2 separate regions of the Mus musculus genome follow, and region 1 is linked to region 2. The links are chromatin contacts, called in public promoter capture Hi-C maps. All regions are on one chromosome and are shown on one strand. The core of a region is the stretch at or near the end of the contact, and the rest is flanking DNA. Distances in the headings are between cores, read along the strand shown. Region 1 holds the start of Capn2 (calpain 2). Region 2 holds the start of Vmn1r1 (vomeronasal 1 receptor 1).

Region 1 (3,516 bases), core at 820-3,319, 360 kb after region 2:
AAACAGAGTGGCCTCATTGGTCTTATTTTTATCTTCATTTAATGTTGAGACACAGTCTTACTGTGTAGCTCAGGCTAGCCTAGAACTTACTAAACAGCCAAAGCTACAAAGTGTCTTGAGGGCTTCAATCAAGGGTGTGTACCACCATGCCCGGCTGAGGTGAGGAAGGGAGAGCCAGTGATTCACCCTGGGTACCCAGGTGCTCTGAATCCTGTTCCACAGAGACTTCTCTAGTCTTCCTTGCCACTTATCTTCAAATTTGAGTCAAGTTCTCATGTGGTCCAAGCTGGCCTCAAATGAACTCACTGTATAGCCAAGGCCAGCCTCCATCTTCTTCTGTTGTTATTAGTATTTATTTTGTGTGTGTGCACATTCGTGCCTGTGAGATTCTGCACGTGTGCGCCACAGTGTGCATATGAAGGTCAGAGAAAAATTTTGGGGGAGTTGGTTCTCTTTTTCCAGGTGGGTTCTGCAACAGAACTAAGGTCATTAGAAATGACCACCAAAGCCCTTACTCAATGAGCCATCTTTGTGGCCCCAGGCTTTGAATCTCTCATCCTCCCATCTCCACCTCCTGAGTCCTGGAATGGCAGGCATATATTAGCATGCACCTGATTTTATATGGTGCTTGGGATAGAACCCAGGGCTTCATGCATGCTAAGTAAAGACTACCAACTGAGCTATACCCCCGCTAGTCTCTGGTACTTTCAGACTAGACTCAGTAACAAAAGCAGCCTGGGGGAACCAAGAGGATAGAAGCAGGGTATGAATGTCCATTGTCCTAACAGGAATCTAGAAGTTTAGACTTCCTCTCAGTTCCTGGGAAAAGTCAAGTGAGGGTCCCATGGGCATCCACTGGCGATTGAAACCACAAGGGAACGGGAAGGGCTTAAGGGCAGAGACTCTGAGGGTTAGGACAGGAGTATCTAGGAGTTGAGCAGAGGTTTCCGGGTGAGGACTCTAGGTCAGCAAAATAATGAGTAACAGAATCATTGGAGCCCATCGATTCTTTAAGCTACCCTTCAGTTCTTTAAGTTAAAGAGTCCTCTAACTGCACTTTGAGAGCCAGACAAAACCCACGCTGGATAAATACATGTACTTGCATTTACAAGTGCCACATGTACTTGTGACCACCTTTGTCAGCCAGAGCCAGGCTGTGCCCACCCCTTGCCCCCACCCACCCAGCAGTCCCGAGTCTTCTATCCTACTCTGATATCCCCACCCCCACCCCTACTGCCGAGCAGTGTCTCCACCCTCACTCAGATCACCACTAGAGTCCAGTAAAAGTTTCACCCCAGCGGCCCTGTGTCCCTGCGGCTTTGTGAAGCCGAAGGCAGCCTCCAGGGCGTGTCCACTAATGGGATTTGGGGTCCTGTCCTGCGAAGCGCTCTGCGCGCAGCTTGGGGCAGGTCCACTGGCTGGGCCTCAGTCTGCATAGGGAGTCCCCTTAGCAGCAATCGCGGAGCACTACTAAGCAGGGACTACCGAGCCGGGGAGCCAGGGACTTGCAGCCTCCCGGAACCCCGAGTGCCCTTCCAGGCCCTGCCGGCCCTGCCTGTTCCCCTCGCGCTTCCTACCGTGGGCCGCTTCCATTCGATGCCCCGAGTTTTGCTGGAGTAGGGCCCCAACTCCTTATAGCCCAAGGATGACGGCAGGGCGGGGAAGGAAGGATCCTGGAAGAGCGCCCCGGCCTCCAGGCACTCGTTCCGCAGCGTCTCGTAGTCCTGGTTGAGGTACTTGATGGCTCTCTCATGCGACCCCAGCCCCTCGGCCGCTTCGCGGTCCTTGGCCAGCTTTATCGCGATGCCCGCCATGGTAGCGATCCGGTTGGCGCACTGCACGGAGAAAGGGGTCGCGGAGAGGCGGGGCACGGCACTCGGCTGGGGCGCGGCCGGGCCCGGGGCGCTGCAGCGGACTGCGGGAGCCGCTGCTGCGGGGATGATTCACCGGCGGGAAGCGCCTGGGCCGTGCGCGGGGTGTGGCCTCCGCCTCCCCAGGCCTGCTCGGCGCCGGGCTCCGGACGCGGCTCGCCGGCGACCTGCACAGTGCCAGCCCGACCGTGAGGACTACGGGGCCGATGCTGCCACCTTCGGACGGCTCTCGGGATGGCGCGGCCCGGTGGGGAGGGCGAGCGGGGGGTGTTGGGGGGACGACAATCGCAAGTTGGGGAGCGAAGTTGTCAAACCCCAGCCATTGGGGAGTAAGGCTGGGCGAAACTCAGCAATGACTGTCCAGAAAACATCGGATGAGTCAGGAGCGGATGAGGGAGGGAGCGCGGCGACTAAGCCAGTTGCCACTCATTGGGCTCAGGATCGAAAGAGAGCTCTGCAGGCTCTGGGCACACATGTTACCTACCACCCCCAAATTTGTGAGAAATGGCTACTGGTGTGTCCATCTTACAGATGAGAAACTGAGCTCCAAAGAAGTTCAAAGATGTAACCCCTACAAATTAAAGCAAGACAGGAATTTTAGGGTCCCAGGGCCTCTGCAGTTACTTATTTGTGCATAAGTAGGGCTGTACAATTTGACAAAAACAAAAAACAAAAAAACAAAAAAACAAAACAAAACAATCCATGCTTGTTAAATCTAAATTTCAAGAAAAGGGGCTGGGGGATTGTGTGGTTTTAGCATACGTAGCCCTCAAATATCACCCGAGGCAAACCTGTGTTAGAATAATAATGTGATGCTTATCTAAAACTCAGATTTACCTGGGATGATTTATTGAGTTGCTGCTGGGACACCATTTAGAACAGAGCCCCTGTTGGTGGCCTGTACCACCGCTCTGTCCAATGAAAGTTTTCGCTGCCACTCACACACACAGAACTGGGCGGGCTTGTGCTATGAATGGTTTAAAGCACGGGTTCTCAACTGGAAGCAACCCGCACGCACCAATGTGACCCTAAAGGTTTTTGACCCTAACTGCAGACTTTCCTCATATTGTCACAACTGGGACAAAGGAGGCTCCTGGCCTCTACTGGGTGGAAGCCAGGTGCTACTAAAGGATGGTCGGGCGGAGGGCATCCCTCTACAGAGAGAACAGGAAGAAAAGTGCAGTCTGAAAGATCTCTGTGCCAGGCTGAGAAACCCTGGTTTGAACCTCATCTTGGTTCAGCATTGATGGTTTCTGAGATAGTTTGTAACTCTGTCAGTTGCAGGAAATTGTAGCAACTTGAAATATCAGTGATATGCAAATGACTGTTCCTGGAAGAATCAAAGTGTCTGTCTCCCTGTGGCAAAGCCAGGGCTTGTCTGTTGATACTGCTACCTCACTATTCTCTCCTGGGCATGGCAGGTGTCTGGGATCTTCCCCCACTTCCCTTTTGAATCCTGAGCCCAGAAAAAATCAGGGTGGGGCCAAAGGAAATCAGATGGTGGGAAAAAATGAACAGCTTCCGGAAAAGAGCCATGAAGCTTAGAAACCACCATGCTGCAAACAAATGCTGGCTGTCGAGCATGGTAGCCCATGTCTTTAAATCCCAACACTTAACATGAAGTGCCTGACGGGCCGCGCCCAGA
Region 2 (3,669 bases), core at 584-3,083:
TCTGATTCACACAGGAAGAACTCTCATTGGGGAATAACTTCTCTTCCTCCTTCTTTCCCCTCCCCCTTTCCTCTCTCCCCTTATCTCTCTCCTGCTTCCCCTCTTCCTCCTTCCCCTCTTCCTCCTTCCCCTCTTCCTTTCCCCCTCCTCCCCCTCTCTTCCTCTTTCCCTCTCTCCTTCTCCCTTTTCTTCTTTTTAAAAAAGATTTTTAAATTTATTTTATGTATATGAGTACACTGTAGCTGTACAGATGGTTGTGAGCCTTCATGTGGTTGTTTAGAATTGAATTTAGGACCTCTGCTCTCTCCAGTCAACCCCACTCACTCTTGTCGGCCCTACTCTGGCACAAAGATTTATTTATTATTATACTTAAGTACACTGTGACTGTCTTCAGATGCACCAAAAGAGGGCATCAGATCTAGTTATGGGTGGTTGTGAGCGTGAACTCATGACCTTCAGAAGAGCAGTCAGTGGTCTTACCTCTTAGCCTCATAGTGTATAGATCATAATATATAGAATTTTGATTCATGATCACAATCATGATAATAATCCATGATAATAATTTACATACCTAGTTATTGAACTAAAGGCCACCATGACTACTGACATATTAAAAGTGTTGAAAATTCTCATATATAATATGTGAGCTACTCTATGCTGTAATAATTCAGTCTTCCTTCGGACTACTAGAATTATTAGTAACTTTTATTATTTCAGAATGGCTTATGTTTCAATGGTAAACTATATATTTTTTGATGCTTATGCCAAAAGTAGGTTTAACGGAGAAAGCATTTCAATGTCTTTATTTTTATCTAGCCCAGAGATCATGTATGGTATGCCTTGATTGATTACCCTGAAGTCAATGTGCTAGTTCTTGTGAAGGAAGCTTGTTCATCACAGAATAATCAAATATTTACTGTTGGCCCTGTGTGTTTTTCAAACAGTTAATCATACGTTGTTCAGTACTGATGAACACCAAAGGACTGAACGTGGCATAACCACTGGACACAAACATCTGGACACAGCGATGGGTTGGGTCATTATTCCACATAACTCTCCAGGAGGAGGCAATGGAATCCAGACAGTACGTGACCAAAAAGAAGCTCACTAGCAACAGAATGTTCCGGACGGCCCTCTGCTCTGGGGATGCTTTGCGGGAAATGCTGGTGTTGTGAAGGTACTGACACTGCCTTTTATGTCTGCACAAGACAGTCACCATGTATATACTTGAAAGTACCATGAGCCCTACTAGAGAGGCATCCCGGAAGGCAGCCAGTATAGAAAGTAAGTGTCTCATGGTGTCACTAACAACCCAGAGAGAGCAGGATTTAGTGACCAGTATGAGAATGTGTGAGGTCACATTGTGGGCGGCCACAATGGAGTTTGAAAAAACATTAATGGACATGTGGAAGGCCCACAGGGAAAGAAAGCAGCACAAGTTGTGCCAGAGGGAGTTAGGTTTGACCTTTGCCAAACAGGAACTTCTGGGGCTGAGGAGGATGACCTGGAGGACGCTCAGGTGACATGTGGCACAAATGGAGACACCCCTCATCAGCCTGTACAAGGAGATCACTGATTTACATGTGAAGTCATCCCAAAACCCCTGGGACCCCAAAATGTCTGTAGCCATGGCAGCCATGGCCAGCAGCATCACGATGTGGCTTAGAGCCAGGACACCAATGGTTATGTTGATGGGCTTGTGCCTGAGTTCCTGAAAGAATGTGACCACGTGGGAGAGCAGGAGGATGGTGTTGGCTGAGACCCCAAAGACAATTTCAGAAAAAAAAGCATTTCTTATGCCATTGATATTGTATACTGGGTCGTTTCTGTTCATCTTATGGGGGAAAGGAACACACAAGGACACATCTGAAAGCAATGCAAGAAAAACCAGTTATTACCCACTGCTGTCGTTATCCATCTCAGCCCACACTATGGCTGTCTCGGAATGGATAAATCATGGTGTAGCCTGATCTGATCCTCATGTTCTCCAGGGACCATCCCCTCTCCCTTCTCCCCTCTCCTCCCCTCTCCTCCCCTCTCCTTCCCTCTCCCCTCTCCTTCCCTCTCCCCTCTCCCCTCTCCTTCCCTCTCCCCTTTCCCCCCTCCTTCCCTCTCCCCTCTCCTCCCCTCTCCTCCCCTCTCCTTTCTCCCCTCCCATCACTTTCTGGTCATGGCTGAATTCTATATCCTAATACTTGTTCCTGCAGTACATGTACTTTCTTATACTACAAAAATTACCATATAGTAGAGCAGATCTTACCTGAATAATATATATATATATATCTTTTTTTTTTTTTTTTTTTTTTTTTTTTTGGGCAACAGCAATGTCTTGCTTGGCTTTAGCCCTCCTCTTCCTCCTCCTTTTCTTTGAGACAGGATTTCATGTTGCACTGGCTAGCCTCGAAGACACTATGTAGCTAAGAGTGATCTTGAATTTCTAGTTCTCTCCTCCAGCACGCCCCCCCTCCCCGCCCCCCTCCCTGTCAGGTATGTACCATTATGGTTTGTGTGGTGCCTGGAATCCAACCCAGGGCATTGTGCCTGTGAGGTGAGCACTCTATCATCTGAGCTCCACTCTTAACTCCTCAATCTGCTTCCTCCCTCTTGATGTCAGTACAAAGTAACAGTTGTATCTTTTTGGTAGACTTAAATGAGGAAGTAGCATAGAAACAGAAATGAGGTCTTCCAAGTGTCAATGGATCAGATAACTACTTATCAGTATTAACATTATTGCTATTAGTATCAGTATTAACTTTATTCTAGCTGATGTATTACTAGAACAGATCTTGATACATCAACAGAAGGAATGTTGGTCCCTGTGGACTGATTCACACTGGTTGAATGAACATCCATGATCTGCTATACTATGAGAATGATCTTAAGTAGCCTATAACTCCAAGGTCCAGTCATCGTTTATATGAGAAAAGATGAGCTATACATACCAAGCTTGAGAGTGTTTCAAGTCTGTGATGATGTCTATAAAAAAGCAGCGATTGCTTTTTATTATTGTGTAGTTTCTCATACATGTAATGGGATATTTAGTACAGTTCTTTTAATAGTTGATCAATTCAGTCTCTGTTAAAAGATACAAAAGTTATCAAAAGCTTAGAATGGAATATAGTATCTGGTAGAATTTTAGATTTTTCCACTTTAACTTCCCAAGGTGGGACAGAGATTTCACATGGGTGGTGTTGTTGCTATTGTTTTGTTTTTAAATCATCATGCCAGAGTGACTAGTTCATTTGAATACAATCCAGCTATTAACTGGTAGAAACACAGGTTGATCAATATGTTTCTCTTTAGGTATGTGGAGTTGGTATGGTTGGTAGAATTGGAATTAAAGTAGGGTGTAACAATAAATTATTTCTTGGCTCTTTAGACCACAAAATTTTGCAAAATAGGACACTAATGGTGTGCCCCTCCCCCAGCCTTGAGGGGGCTGGATCAGACCTTGTCTGCCACAGTCAGCTAGCCCACCTAGGGTGGAATCTTCCGACCTAGGTAAAGTCTATTGTGTGCCCCATCTGCAGCTTCCTGCAAGAAGCCACCACCTGCTGAGCAGCTGAGCTTGTCTTCCTGAGGGGACCCTGACAAGGTGACAAGATCCTGGCATAGTTGGGGATGGATGGGTCTCCCCTCTTTAGACATTCAGACCCTAGAATTAAAGTT

The links. Promoter capture Hi-C pulls out the DNA fragments that hold promoters and counts their contacts.
Region 1: a contact with region 2 is called in a promoter capture Hi-C map of embryonic stem cells, with 12 times the contacts expected there. The contact joins the promoter of Capn2 here to the promoter of Vmn1r1 in region 2. A contact is called at or near these places in 20 of 39 promoter capture datasets (the 3T3-L1 cell line, 3T3-L1-derived adipocytes, the C10 cell line and 12 more), 1 of 15 datasets of contacts at CTCF or cohesin (large pre-B cells), 4 of 484 Hi-C or Micro-C datasets (the CH12 cell line and embryonic stem cells), 19 of 115 datasets of contacts at active chromatin or transcription factors (bone marrow-derived macrophages, cardiomyocytes, embryonic forebrain and 11 more) and 1 of 9 other capture datasets (liver).

The regions. Positions count from the first base shown.
Region 1 is chr1:182,515,541-182,519,056 of GRCm38.p6, forward strand. It overlaps Capn2 (calpain 2), which reads right to left and starts at 2,070. Exons shown (of 21, transcript NM_009794.4): 1 at 1,578-2,070. The coding sequence starts at 1,814.
Region 2 is chr1:182,156,265-182,159,933 of GRCm38.p6, forward strand. It overlaps Vmn1r1 (vomeronasal 1 receptor 1), which reads right to left and starts at 1,834. Exons shown (of 1, transcript NM_001166728.1): 1 at 914-1,834. The coding sequence starts at 1,834. The coding sequence ends at 914.